Linked DNA regions of Mus musculus: region 2 is linked to region 1. The links are chromatin contacts, called in public Hi-C maps. All regions are on one chromosome and are shown on one strand. The core of a region is the stretch at or near the end of the contact, and the rest is flanking DNA. Distances in the headings are between cores, read along the strand shown. Region 1 overlaps Sel1l2 (sel-1 suppressor of lin-12-like 2 (C. elegans)). Region 2 holds the start of Macrod2 (mono-ADP ribosylhydrolase 2).

Region 1 (7,223 bases), core at 2,899-5,398:
AGTAAGAGTGTATTCAGTTTTCTGATAATGCAGCACATTGTCTGGTGATAACAGTATTAGTGGAGGAGGAGAGTTGGGGGAGGGGCAGAGGGAAGAGGAAGAGCAAGTGTAAAGGGGCGAGGGAGAGAAGAGAAGGAAGAGAGGGAATGAGGAGGGGAAGAAGGAGAAGTGACTCCATACCCTTATTGTTTGGTCAATATTGTTTGGAGAGTCTTGATGATGGTATTGTACTTACTGGAATGGGTTAGGGTGTGAGTGCAAAGTGAGAAAGTCAAGAGTCAAAATGTTATTTCCAAATGTGTGCCTCTGTGAGGAAGACGGAGCCGAAGGGAACAAACTCCAAGAAGGAATTGTTATAAAAATAATAAGAGACATGATGATATTCAGAACAGATAAGAGGGGGTTGTGGGGAAGGTCAGAGGCATTAGGATCCCACTGATCCCGGGAGGCAGAGGCTTCGTGGTCTTAATAAACAAGTGGGATTTCCCATCCTGCAGCAATGGAGGGGGTGAAAGATGAGGCGCATAAGCTTAAGGTAAGGTGGTGAGGAGGGAGGTGAGCGAGGAAAGACTAGGTGGGGCTGTCCTCAACTATTTCCCCAGCAAAAATACTGCCGCCTTAGAGCAGTAGCGAGGTCGTTAGGATGAGGGGCCTCAGACAGTGATGAATGTTTGCAATAATTCCTGTGTGGGGTTGAAAAGAGGGAGTGGGCAGGACGAATCACAGAGAACTGACAAGCCCTCACCAAGTCCTTCATACCAGAGATAGAGCCAGGGCAACAGCCAACTCTATCAAGTAAGTCACATCCAGTCAAGAAGTCTGTTGATGTTTTCCACTGTGGTCCAAGAAGAGGACCTGTTTTGTACTGTTTGTGTTTGACATTTTCTAATTCACACCCAAGTCCTCAGTTTAGAATCTGTCCAATTCTTCAATTATACTATTATTATTATCATCATTATTATTATCATTATTATTCAATCATACTCTTCTGTAGGGAAGAGTAATAGTAATGGCTTTGCCCATTTTACTCCCTTAACATATAGATACCCCACAGCTTACAGCTGAGCACACTGAATCATATCAAGGCCACGCATTCTAAAACTACATAGTCAAGCTGGAATTCAATTTCAAGCAATCTGCCTCCAGTCTTTTTGCTCTTTTTAATTTTTTTTAAAATTTACTTATTTACTTATGTATTTAGACATAGGGTTTCACTATGTAGTCCGAGCTGGCCTTGGACTGACCACCCTCTTTCCGTAGTCTCCAGAGTGCTATGATTGCAGGTGTGTGCCACTATGCCAGGCTAAGTTCTTGCTTAATTCTTGTGTGGCACTGCTGTTAAAAGCCATGAGATTTTAGAGCTGGAAGATATAAATCCAATCCATGGAAAGCCCCTTCCTTTTCACAAGTGAAGTCCCTAGATGTGAATCACTTGGAAAGAGATATAACTGAGCCAAGAATCTCTCCTGCCAGGGATCTACTGACTCTGTCCAGCATCAAATGCCTTTCCTTATTCCAATTCTGAGCTTAGACAGAGCTGTTCTTCCTGGCCCTCTATTTGCCTACTCTGTGTTTGTGGATGGTAGAGCTCTGTGTGTGTGTGTGTGTGTGTGTGTGTGTGTGTGTGTGTGTGTTCACTTGTGTGTAACAATAATGGTAAGATCTCAGAGTAGTTCTCATGGTCATGCATTACCTCATCTCCCATGTCCATGAAACCAAACAGCCCTTTCTTCTTAATTTCCTGAATGGGTAAAGATTCGTAGAGTAACTCAGCCACTTTCCCCCACAACAGTGAATCTGAAGCAGTTTGTCTCACGCCTTGGTGGTCTCTTCTCATCCTGTTCAGACTAGTGGATATCACTATGACCATTATATCCATAAAGCATTATTTTTAGAAAATGAGTAGCTAAAAAGAATCTTCATTTTCAGCTGGCTCTGGAGTATGGAAGGATTATAAGCTTGCCTTCAAATACTTTTACTTGGCATCTCAGAGTGGGCAGCCTCTTGCCATTTATTATCTAGCCGAGATGTACGCAACTGGCACTGGAGTGCTGAGATCATGCAGAACGGCCGTGGAGGTAAACAGGGGTGGCTTTCCTTGCTCTTCCATTGGGCACAGAAGAGGTTGGTGCCTTTGTTTTGGAGCTTTTTATGGCAGTTAGCAGTGAACACCACCATTTGACAGGAGGAAAAACAGTAGCATAACTTTAAATTGGGGAAGAGAAGGCTAGAAATGACTCTTTCCTCTCTTGAGTTTGCCTCTGAATTCAGTCAAGAAGCTCTGTTTCAACCTTCACTGGAATGGCAGGGGCAATCTGGCACTACTGGTGAGAATGGGAGTTGCTACTTGGGAGACTGGAAGAAAGGCTGGATTTAGCATAGAAAAAGCATAGCTCACTTCTTCCCAGAAAACAGGGTTCTTAGGTTTTTGATGATTCAGATGACAATTGAGAAAGTGGCTTGGTTCTTTCGGCCTGAGCCAGTAATTTACTTTTCAAAAGAATGCTTTTAGGACCTTAATGCCCTTCATTGATTTATTAAATATGTCCACTGCACCAGTATAAATACCTCTGCGTTGCAATCTGGTCCCTCTGAAACTCGTTTCAAAAGCTGCCAGCTAATAATCTATCTTTAGATTTGCTCCTTTGCCAACTTCCTAATGAATTATGTATGGCTAACCTCTTCTGGTTACATAAGGGCTACTCAGCTAAGCTGACATTTGTCCCCATGGAGCTGTGCATACCTCAATCCCCGTTTTTGTCACCTGTACCCTCCAGCTCTGACTCCCCTTCCTCCTCCTTTCCACATCTCTGTAGCCCTGTCCATGCCAAGCCACAGTGCCTTTAAAATGACAAGATCAACAAGGAAGCCCTCCAAATTGATAGTCTTATCCTATCGAATGACCTCCAAGCCAGGAAAGTTTATTATACAAATTAAAAGGATCCTGGGAACGATTTGCTAAAGACAAAACTATCCCTGAGAATCTGCGTGCCTATAAATGTTTTAATTCTTCACCCTAAATAACTTTCGAAAGTCAGGCAGTTTTAGATAAAAAAAAGAAAAAGTTCTTGCCTGCCTGGCCATCAGAAGCTGAAGTCCACAGGGCAGTATGTGGGATGACGCTAACTAACCTCTGTGATTTCTCTTCCCGTCTTCAGCTTTACAAAGGTGTCTGTGAACTAGGCCACTGGGCTGAGAAATTCCTAACGGCCTATTTCGCCTATAAGGATGGGGACATAGACTCTTCTCTTATTCAGTATGCATTGCTTGCCGAAATGGGATATGAAGTAGCTCAAAGCAATTCAGCATTCATTTTGGAATCTAGTAAGATAAGATCTTTGCAATTCCCCAACCCTACATATTCATATATGCATACCCCATCCTCATTTAAGCCTTTTTTAATGGAATGCCCCCCCCATTTTCTTTTTCTTTTAGAAAAAGCTAAAATTCTGGGGAAAGAGAAGTTGTATCCAATGGCACTTCTGCTATGGAACCGAGCCGCCATTCAAGGTATAAAACAGATCAAAATAGGCATGTAGCTGGACCCTGCCCATGTCGACTCATCTGATTTGCTTCAGTTGCAGTCTTGGAACAGAGTCAGAGCTCTGGTCAAGGTGTCAAGCAGCGGGCACTTCAAATTATACTGCTGTTAGAGGTCAATTCTGAGAATTTGGCTTTTTTTTTTTTGTCATTATTCTCAAAATTCCTTAGTTTAGCAAGCCCTAAGAATTTCTGTCTCCATGGTACCAGAACTGTTGTTTGACTCATGATAATCTAACTCAAGAAAACAATTTTCTAAGCCTCGCCTTTCATCATTCAGTTGTTGGCTTGTTTACTGAGCTAATCTAAGATGTGACCTGTGTATACAGGCAAAATACAGGCAAAATTAATTTTGCACCGACGACATTTAACTTCTCATCTAAAATAAGCCACTGATGAGGACAAGACACCTCAAATCTTTAACCATCAATATGTTGGGATTTTGGAAAAAGCGAGCGTAAATAAGTGGGAAGATACTTTCTTGGCATTCTCAAGGCATCCCCACTCACTGGTCTCACATGTGGTAAGGAATGTAAACTGTCACTGCCTGGAACAGCATTGGCAGGTGGCATTTGAATCACCATGTCCCTTCCAATTTTCCCCCTAAAATTATAGTATTAAAATCAGGGAGATGTTACACAGCTGTCGCGGCTGGCATTTGGATGTGCGAGGGACTCTTGCAGTAAGAGAGCAATTTTATTTCCAATTAGGTTTCTTGAAATCATCTCCTGATAAGGCTGAATCATCCCTTTTAACAGGAAGTAATAGGATAAAAAACCGATTCTCAGCTGATGCTAATACGAGGCAGAGGGGGTAAAAACCCTCCATGGTGCCTTCGCAGCCCCAGCTGAGCTGGTAATACAGCAGCGAGCCATCAATGAAATTTTAGTGAGAAATTCTATGTTTTTGAAAATGCAATAAAGACCTTATTTGGTGTGAGAAAACAACAACAAGCAATCTCTCAGCCATGGCAAATCAGCTCAATTGCAACAAACACACGTTTATTTCAAGCCAGGAAATGGCGTGGAGATTGGAACAAAGAAAATTTGAAAATGAGGAGACATTAATATTAAACAGAACACACACACACACACACACACACACACACACACACACACACACACGTTAGGTTGCTGAAAATAATCATGTGTCACCAAAGGTCAGATGTGCCCATTCTCAAAGCTATAGCTGCTTGCTGAGTGGCTCACAAGAGGTAGGAAATCTAATGATGAAAACTTCCAATTAGTCACGAATGCTTCTTTTAGCAGCTGCCTCAAGTGAAGAGGGTACCGAGCCATCGGGGCTCAGGCACCACCGTGCATCTATGGAATTGAAATAGAAATCTCTCTAGTCAACCAATCCATCCAGGAGCCTGTCAGATTTGCCACATGCAATTAGGATACCATGACTCTGAGGACAGGCTCACCCACTGCTCTCTATTCTCAGAGGCTTGGGGGTTCCTCCTCTTAACTGCAAAGTTTAAGAACACACAACTGTCCTATCCCTTTGTGACTATGGCCAAGAGGAAGTATTGGGTTCAGGGTGACAGCTTTGAACAAGATTGGAGATGGAGTGGGTTTCTCTTTGGGGCATCATGACTCTCCTGGCCTCTGTAATTACCCTTGCTTGAGTACCATTCCTATCAGCCCTTGCTTCCACTCATCTAGACATTTTGTATGGATTACATAGGAAGCTAACTCTGAAACCTAATGTCTTCATTAGCTTAGGAATTTTAAAACATTAGCTCTGCCCAGAGGGAAACAAAGATGGTTCATGGGGTCACATCTCTTTAAAGTATTTGTGCTTTAATAGGAGACACTAGGAGTAACACTAAAAAAAAAAAAAAAAAAAAAAAATAGCCACTGGACTTGGCCAAATGGACAGAGAATTTTGGAAGGAGTCTTATATCTCAGGACATACCTCAGACCCTACTACACATGGCTCCCATTTTCCAAAAAGCCCAGGTTTTATGAAGGGTTGGCCACAGCTGAAACAAATGTCCAACTTGAAGTTTTCATCCTCTAAACCCACAGTAGAGAAGGATAGCCATCACCCAAGACAGACAGACCAGCAGGTAGACAGGCAGGCACGAATGCACGCATGCACACACACAGCGAGAGAGACAGAGACAGAGACAGAGAGACAGAGAGAGATGCAGAGAGAGAGAAATACATACACACACACTTAAAAGCCATTTCTAAGTGGCCTTCCAAAAATGATGTCACATATCTTTAAAAGTAATGTCAGTTCCCCTCTCCTTGCTATATAATCTACATATTCACGTTTGTTGGAGAGTAATATCCTAAATTACCTCTGGCGAAGGCATTTTCTAAAAATATCCCAGCATGTTTGTCTAATCATTCCATAAATATTTATCAAGTACCATGCTAGGCTCCAGAACAATCTTAGTAATTAAGAGCCTTGTGGTTCTTGCCTTGCCCTCACAGGGCTACTGACAGATGAGAGCAGAGCTTTGGAAAGGAAGTCTAGGGACAGGAAAGATGGGGTTCAGTTTTCTAAGAGTTGTCATATCTCCAAACTATGACTTTTAAAGGTAAAATGTGCCATTTGTCATTTCTTTCAGAACATCATAAGCATGAGTATTATCTTGCAATGAAGACTGCTAGCATTAAGCAGTACATCTTATGTTTCATAGAGTACATGTAATCGTGATATCGAGATTTTTGAATACTTCATGTGCATTCATGCAATCATACATATATGTTTGGCGTTTTTACAGCTTATTAGATTGACTTACTGAGAACTTTACGTGAATCCCTTGTGATTTTTCTCTTTCTGCTATTTCTCTCAGGGAACGCTTTTGCTAGAGTAAAAATTGGAGATTACCATTACTATGGCTACGGGACTAAGAAGGACTACGAAACAGCAGCCACACACTACAGCATCGCAGCAGACAAGCATCACAGTGCACAAGCAATGTTCAACCTGGCATATATGTATGAACATGGCTTGGGTATTGCAAAGGTAATTGCATTGGTTCAAAGCTAATAATGACAGCTGTGTGAGAAGGGAAAAGTTCTAACTGTTAGGAATTTCATTGATGTCATTAATGTAGAAAAAGGAAGAGTCCCTCTCCCTTGAGTTCACACATACAACTATACTATTAACTTCATCTCCTCCATTTATACCACAGACACAATGAGTAAAAGAAATCTGGAGCCAATCCAATTCATACATTCCTTGTTTTCCCAACCCATATTTCTGTAGTGAGTCCTTTCTCCACTTCCTCATAGCCAGGACTTATGCACTGGCATCTCCACCAAGTCCTTAACTGTCAGTTGTAACAGCAAAGTGAAATGAGATCCAGGCTAGAGATGAAGGTGCCTATGTGTTGACCCAGAAACATCTCACAGAGCAGCCAATATCTTCATGACACCATACTGAGCACTCTAGAGAGGGAGGCCTCAGAGACCACATCTGGCTTGTGGCAAATTTATTAATGAAACAATGCTAACACTGCAGGTGCTGGTGGGAAAAACCCCTTAGACAGTGGGAAGAATCAGGCAGAAGACGGATTATGAGTCTGAAAGGCAGAGGATGGAATGTAGGTATGTTAAATTCACATACCAAGAAATTTAAAAACGAGATAACCAATTTTAGTTAGATGTGATTATATGTGTGTATGTGTATATATATCTATATACACACATATGTATATTATT
Region 2 (7,223 bases), core at 1,353-3,852, 150 kb before region 1:
AAGAACTTGGTCAAGGGGCCATGCATGGTTTGACCTAGGCCCTCTGCATATACATACAGTTATACAGCTTGGTCTTCGTGTGGAACTCCTAACAGTAGGAGCAGGGGCTGTCTCTGACTCTGTTGCCTGCCTTTGAGACTCTTTGCCCCTACTGAGCTGCCTTGTCTAGCCCCAGTAGGAGAAGATGCACCCAGCCTTAGTGCATCTTCATATGTCAAGACTGGTTAATATTAATGGGAGGTCTCCCCTTTTCTGAAAAGTAGGAGTCATGAGTGGAAAGAAAGGGGAAAAGGACTGTGGGGAGAGAATGTAGGAGAAACTTTGGTTAGTACCTTAATTAATTAATTAATTGAAAAGACTTGGTTATATTTTTCCTATAAAAGAAACAAAAGGCAAAAACAGTAAGATACTGAAAATTCTTAAATGTCTGCTTATCACAATCTATGTGTATAGATGTTACTTTAGGAGCAGTTTGTCTAATATAGTAAAAACAGTTCTTAGGTAGTCACTATAATTTCAATGGTTCATGTTACCAAGTACAATGTAAATTGATTTTACACTATATTTTACTACCATCAATGATGCAAAGCTGGAGAGATGGCTCAGCAGTTACAAACACTAGCTTAACTAGTTAAGAACACTTCCAGAGGTCCTGAGTTCAATTCCCAGCAACCACATGGAAGCCCATCTATAATGGGATCTGATGCCCTCTTCTAGCAAACAGGTGTGCATGCAGATAGAACACGGATTAAATAAACAAATAAATAAATAAATAACTTTTCCGATGCTCACATTAGTGTGTTCAATTTAAATTGCTACTACAAAAGCTAAGCACTAATAAAACGTCTCACTAGTTCACGTACCTGGCTCTTTCCTGATCTGTTTGCTTGTTTAGTTTTCCCCAGCACCAGGTGTAGGGGCTCACTGAGGTCAGCATGTGCTCTACCTGTGAGCTATGTCCCAGCCCTGCAGTCAAGCTCTCAAGCTAAAGAGTATTTGTTCTGTGACACTTTGACTTTTAGTTCTCTCAGCACTCACACTCATTGAAACAATGACACTAAAGCGAATCTTTCAATATTTAAAGGATACTTTAACTGCGCTACTCGACCATATTCATACTTCCCTGCAGTTGATTTGAATACTCCCTCCTCGATACTTTTTTTTCATAAAGCAGGCACTACTTAGAGAATTGTTTCTAATTCTCACTTTTAAGTCCATTGTTTGGTCAAAAGGTTCACAAAGGACAGAGACTTGCAACAAAAATGTTTAACAAGCTATCAGCAAGAAAATCAACTTTCAACTGAGTTACCCCCTTTAGCCCCGTTCCGTAAGAAGACAGTCCTGAGGAAATGGTACACCCTTGCTCCATCTTTTATATGCAAATTTGGTGCAAGTTGGTAGTAGCAATGCAAATAGTTTTTCTGAAATTGGGGTCGGAGGTTGAGGTAAGAAAACAGGTTAAAAGAGAAGAAAGAAAAAGATGAAGAAAAATATGCCAGAGAATCAAGCATTACATCACAATATGACCTATGAAACTGAGATGAGACAGACAGGAGGAGAAAAAGAACTTATCGCACAGTTCTATTTCTTAAAGGAATCCGTGCCGCTGTCAATCTAACGGATTTGGATAAGCCTCGATGTGCACAAAACTCAGGGATGGAAGGGTTCATTCACAGAGTGCTCGCTGTCTTACTCCGTGCGACTTCACACTATGAATGAGGATGCAACAGAGAACCACATTGCCGAGGAAAGCCCATTCAGACTTCTCCGAGGGCACTTATTCTCTCCGACAAGATGCTCCTTTTGGGTTCCAAATTTCAAAAGTCACACTGCAGCTGAGCATAGCGGGGACCCCAGCCACTTTGGGATGTCAGGAGGACAGAGGCTGGGACCGGAGGAAGGCAGGTGCGGGTGCAGATGCTCCCCAGGCTCAGCAACTGCAGCCAGAGCGACACCGGCCGGCCGGCACCGGTCCGCGGGACACCCGGCGGGAGGTACAAAGTGCCAGCTGGGGTCCTGACCAACTTGTACCCTAGCCCGGGGGCGCGCGCCTGCCGGGAGGCGAGCACGCGGGGTAGGAGGTGACCCGGCGCCCGGAGGGGTGTGCGCCCACAAGTGCGCGAGCCGCAGGTGCCCGGGCGGCGCGTGGCCGGTGGCGTGCGCGCGCGTGGACGCGGCCGCGGGCAGGAGCGGCACCGGCCGAGAGAGAGAGGGCGCGAGGAGGCTGCGGGCGGAGGGCGTCGCGCCGCCCCGCCGGGCCCCCGCCCCCACCCACCCGCCGCCCGTCCCCGGGGTCGCGGGGCCGGTTACCTTTCTCCTCTCTCCACACCTTTTTCTTCTTGTTGCTGGGGTACATGCTGCCGTGGGGGTGGCTGGCTTTAAGCTGCAAGTTCCCCAGGCTCACGGGCAAACAGGGTGTGTGGAGTGTGGGGGGTGGATGGAGGGGACACTCGGGAGGGAAAAGTGCAAAGGCTCTGCGTCCCGCGCCGCTAGCCGCTGGCCCGTCGCCGCCCTCCTCCCTCGACCCGCCCGCTCTGCCAGGCGGCCGCCGCCACAGCAGCACCTCAGAGCCTGTCAACTAGGTCACGCCTCGCGCTAACCTAACACCCGCGCAGGCCCCGCCTCCCGGCAGCCAGGCAGCGCCGCCGCCCATTGGCTGCTCCGCCCGCCGCTCTCCCGGCTCTAGCCAAGGCGCGCCCCTACTTCAGCCTCAGGGCGCAGGCGCAGGCGCAGGCTTGGGCTCGACGCCGAGGACGTTGGGGAGCTGGAAGGGGCGGGGCCAGAGCTCGAGGAGCGGGGAGGCTGCTTCACGACGGAGGCGGGGCGTGCAGCCACCGCCTGCGGGGAGCGGGAGGAGCAGGGCCTGAGGGCGTGGCCTGCCAGCAGGTGTGCCTGATGACCCAGACCCCGCTGACAATGATGAGAGTCTAGGGGACTGTAGAATGAAGAAGAGGTCACCCGTCCTAGAAGTTGTAACCGCCTCGTCTGAACAGGTTTTACCTGACGCTTTCCTCTCGGTGGACAAATAGAACCAAAAGAAAAGATCCAGACCGTGTGCAACCCGCTGCTCAATCGTGGGTTAGAGATTTAGTTAGAATTCTGTGAAGTTTCAAAAGCTTCACAGTACACAGGGCCAACTCGAGAGTTTTAAGATCTGGTGACCAAAATGTATGAGAACCAAGTCCCACATCAAAGTAAATCCAACTAGTGCCTGGTTGTCTTTTATTCCTGATTGACTTCAAAACAACTTCTCATCCAAAGATCTAGCTCCATCCTAGGTAGTTCTCTCATGATTCAGGAAATCCAATTGCCAGAGAATCTACCTCAAGAGCAGTGACCTAGAACATAGAACTTTTGCACCCTCTTCTTTGCACCCCAAACTTATCTCTCCACGAAGCTGGCTTAGTGGATTTGGGAAACTCACATCTATTCATCAATTTAGGATCAATATAGTTATATGCATTGGCAAATAACTTTAGGGAACACGGTTTGTTCGTTTGTTTGTTTTTTAGAGTGGGTCTTTTGTAGCTCAGGCTTGCCACAATTTAGGGATTCTCGTGCCTCAACCTTAAACTGCCTTCCACCAAAGAGAAGTAAAACGCATTAAAATAATAATAATAATAATAATAATAATGACAATGACAATGACAAAGAAAAGGGAAAAGAGAGACCAAGCTGAGAATTGTAAAGAATGGAAGAATGTTTGAGTAATGAGACTTAAAAATGAATTCACAACATCATAAAACAGTAATATTTATTTTGACATTTTTCTTTGGGATTTTTCTTTAAATGCTATCAAATACATAAAACATTATTTTTGTTGGGAGAAAAAAGCTTCAAGAAGGAAGCCTTTGAAATCACACTGATAATGAAATAAGAAGGGCTTTGACTCATGTAGAATCCAGATAAAATGGCAATGGGGTAGACTTTGGGAGGAAAGATGACGAAGTTCTCATGGATGGTCAAGGCAGTGTTAACATTAACCAAGAGGTGTGGTTTGACACATGGAGGATGTCCCTCAAAGGACCAAGCATCCAAAGCTTTCTTCCTGAATGTGCCACAATTCCAAGGTGGTGAGACCTTTAAGAAGTAGGTCCTAGGGATGTCACTGAGGCCTGTTTCCAAAGAGAATTATGAGAGTCTTGTTTGTGCTTCTCTGCTTTCTAGCTTGACATGTAACATTCCATCCATGATGTGGCACCATCACCAGAGACTCATACTAATGGGGCCACCTAGTCTTGGACTTGAGCCTCCAGGACCATATGGCAAAATGGGGGTACCTTTATTTCCTAAGTAGCCTGCCTTGGGTATTTCATGATGTCATTATGAGCCAGATCAGCATCTAAAGATCATATTTCATTCAGGAAAAATTTGACTTATTTAAAAGTCCTCAACGTTAGGTGTCTGCCAGAGAGTGCTTCCTACCAGGTAGCTCTTCCTCAGGGAGGCTGCACACCAGCCTAGGGTCCTTCCACCATGTCCTTCCACCATGCTGCACTGTTAACATCTCATGTCAGCTCAAAGGCTTTTATTGTGTTGAGCCAATGATATTTACGAAGTAATGGTTTAAGTACTTAGTGGTAATTATTATAATAATAAAAAGTATCATTCCAAAAAGGTTAAACTGTCTCTCAAACATTCCGGAAATGTTCAGCTCTCAAAACAGTTCATGATTCTTCCCCTCCATTTGATCTCCTTGGAGTGCTCCTGTCTGGATACCTTTGTTGCACGCTCAGGTAAGCAGTGTGAAAAGCCAAGCGCCACCCAGGTCCTTCTCGTGCCTTCGTGTTCATATCGAATCTGCTCAATTTTACCTTGTGGATTAGTCTGCAATGCTCTAGTTTCCAACAGAAATGCTGTCTGGATCACCCTGAGCCACTAGAGAAACTTCCTCACCAGCCTCGCTGTTCACTTCTGACCTCTACCCAGTCTCTTCACCACCACATCTCTCACTGTCTTGTCAGAGAAGACCATGCCATCCCATTGGTGGAAATTAAGGACTTTTATTGCTCTTTGCTAAGGACTGAATTGTGTTCCACCCACCTCAATATTTCTGGGTTTGTAGTCCTTCGATGCAATGCAGTTATATCTGGAAAGAATATTGTTAAGAGGCAGGGTCATAGTCTGATAGGACATAACCTTTTTAATGGGAGAGAGAGCTGGCCTTCCCTCCCTTGCCTATCCTTTCTCTGCCATATAAAAATACAGAGAAAGCAGGTGTCTTCAAGCCAACAGGAGGATCTTCATCAGAACTCTACCACCCTGATATCCTAATCTCAGGCCCTCAGCCTCCAAAAGAGTGGGTAACTCTTTCTGTTACTTAAGCCCTCTATTCTGTGGTATTTTATTTTGGCCACACTAAGTTTACTAGTACAGTCATGAAGAATGGAGTGACCATCTTCCACCATTCCAGCCCTATACCATTTTCTACCCACATCGCACCCCCAATCTGTAGTCTAGATATACCCTCATTTATGAATTTTCATTTGTTTGAGCATACCTTGTCCTCACCACATGGCCTTCTTCCATGTCAACACTACATCTGAAACATGATTTGTGTGATTAACTTATTCTCATCCTTTTGACACTACTTTAGCATCATGTTCTTAGGTCTGGCATTGCTTGTATATACCTGTGATCCCTACACTCAGGAGACTGAGACCAAAAGACTGTAAGTTTCATACCACCCTGGGCTACTGAGACTATCTACGAATGAGGAAAGAAAAAAATTCCAAATAACGTCATTCTCTATCAAACCATCCTCGATTCCCACTTGATCTCTACTCCCAGTCTCTCTATCTGTGTCATCGGTGCTCCTTTAACTACATAAGAAGTACCTTCATAGTTTATCATTTTTTCATTTGTGATTACAGAAGAGAGACAGACTACTACAGTCAGGCAGTAAATAACATTTTTCTAACAATGAACCACATATATGATGGTATTGCCATAAAATTATAAAAGAGCTATAGAGTTCTAATTGTCTAGCGACATCAGAGCCATTGTAGCCACATATCACAATGCATCCACCATCTGTCTATATGGATGCTGGGGCAAACATATTGTTATGTAGAAGAACAGCACATGCAATCGTATACATTACATATGACCTGACTGTATTACTAAATGACTGTTACTGGTTAATTCATTGACTTTTCTATAACTTTTGTCTTTCTATAAATTTGATCATTTTTATAGTATATTTCTCTACTTATAAAAGTGACATTCTCTATTGAAAGAATGCCATGTCATGCTTGCAGCAGCTATGTACATCTTATGTTCACACTGTCTGTGGACTGCATCAGGAGGTCAGTGTGTGTGATTACCCCGTACTATGTATGGTTATCAAGTACATTCTGTAATATTTGCACAAAGAGAAATTTCTCACACTGTATCTCCATCTTGAAAGAGTATGTGACTGTACAAAAAAAAGTGACTACTGAACAGAGATTGAAGGAATGTAGTCACAAGTTACTGAATACTAGCAGCCGCCATAAACTGAAAATTGAAGATTAAAGAATGTATTCTGAGGGCTGGGAGATGTCTCAGTAGTTAAGAATACTTAGTGCTATCACAAAGAACCTGTGTTTAGTTATCAACAGCCACACCTATCTCCAATACTAGGGATCTGATGACCTCTGACATTCAATGGCATATATGTGATATAGATAAATGCGTGCAAATAAATACCTATACATAAATATAAGGTAAACAGCTTTATTCTAGGCTATGTTCTGGCTTAGCAGTAGAGCCTTTGCCTGGCATTCCAAAGACCCTGAGTTCAATTATCAGCACAACAACAAAAAAGAATAAACAAAAGAGAGAGGGAGAGACGTGTGTTCTTCCCTAGTGCCTCCAAAAGAGGCGCTTGGCTTTCACTGTCTAATCGTTATTTCAGATGTCTGTCCCCAGGAACTGAAAGAGAATAAATTTATATCATTTTAACCCTCTAAATTTATGATGATTTGTTACTATAGCAATGGAAAACTAACAAAGGGAGTAATCTAAAAATCCATGACAATAGTCTTTCTGAAATAATTGCTTGCACTCAATGTAAAAGTCGTGTATACTTTAGATAAAATTTCTCAACCTGTTCTACCTTTTAGATATTCTTAATATTTCCGGTCTTTTCCTTGAACACTCATTTTGGAACAAAACAGATTTGTCCCATAGTCTTCTTATCTGCCATAGCCTAGGGATGCCTTAATCTTAGGAATGCTGTC

The links. Hi-C and Micro-C count contacts between places; a contact is called where the count stands out from the background.
Region 2: a Hi-C map of cortical neurons shows a contact between it and region 1, with 2.2 times the contacts expected there. The contact joins the promoter of Macrod2 here to the enhancer-like site in region 1. A contact is called at or near these places in 2 of 39 promoter capture datasets (embryonic stem cells and hippocampal neurons), 1 of 484 Hi-C or Micro-C datasets (cortical neurons) and 3 of 9 other capture datasets (adipose tissue, liver and pancreatic islet).

What each region holds. Positions count from the first base shown.
Region 1 is chr2:140,240,201-140,247,423 of GRCm38.p6, reverse strand. It overlaps Sel1l2 (sel-1 suppressor of lin-12-like 2 (C. elegans)), which reads left to right. Exons shown (of 20, transcript NM_001033296.2): 15 at 1,930-2,078; 16 at 3,159-3,324; 17 at 3,436-3,510; 18 at 6,353-6,525. Among named protein-coding and RNA genes, the nearest start is that of Ndufaf5, 73 kb to the right of the region's middle. Within about 2 kb of position 4,148, at least 5 of the 459 cell types and tissues checked have an H3K27ac peak or open chromatin away from gene starts, as enhancers often do. A contact at or near this core is called in cortical neurons, where this site is marked.
Region 2 is chr2:140,390,809-140,398,031 of GRCm38.p6, reverse strand. It overlaps Macrod2 (mono-ADP ribosylhydrolase 2), which reads right to left and starts at 2,602. Exons shown (of 19, transcript NM_001013802.3): 1 at 2,311-2,602. The coding sequence starts at 2,356.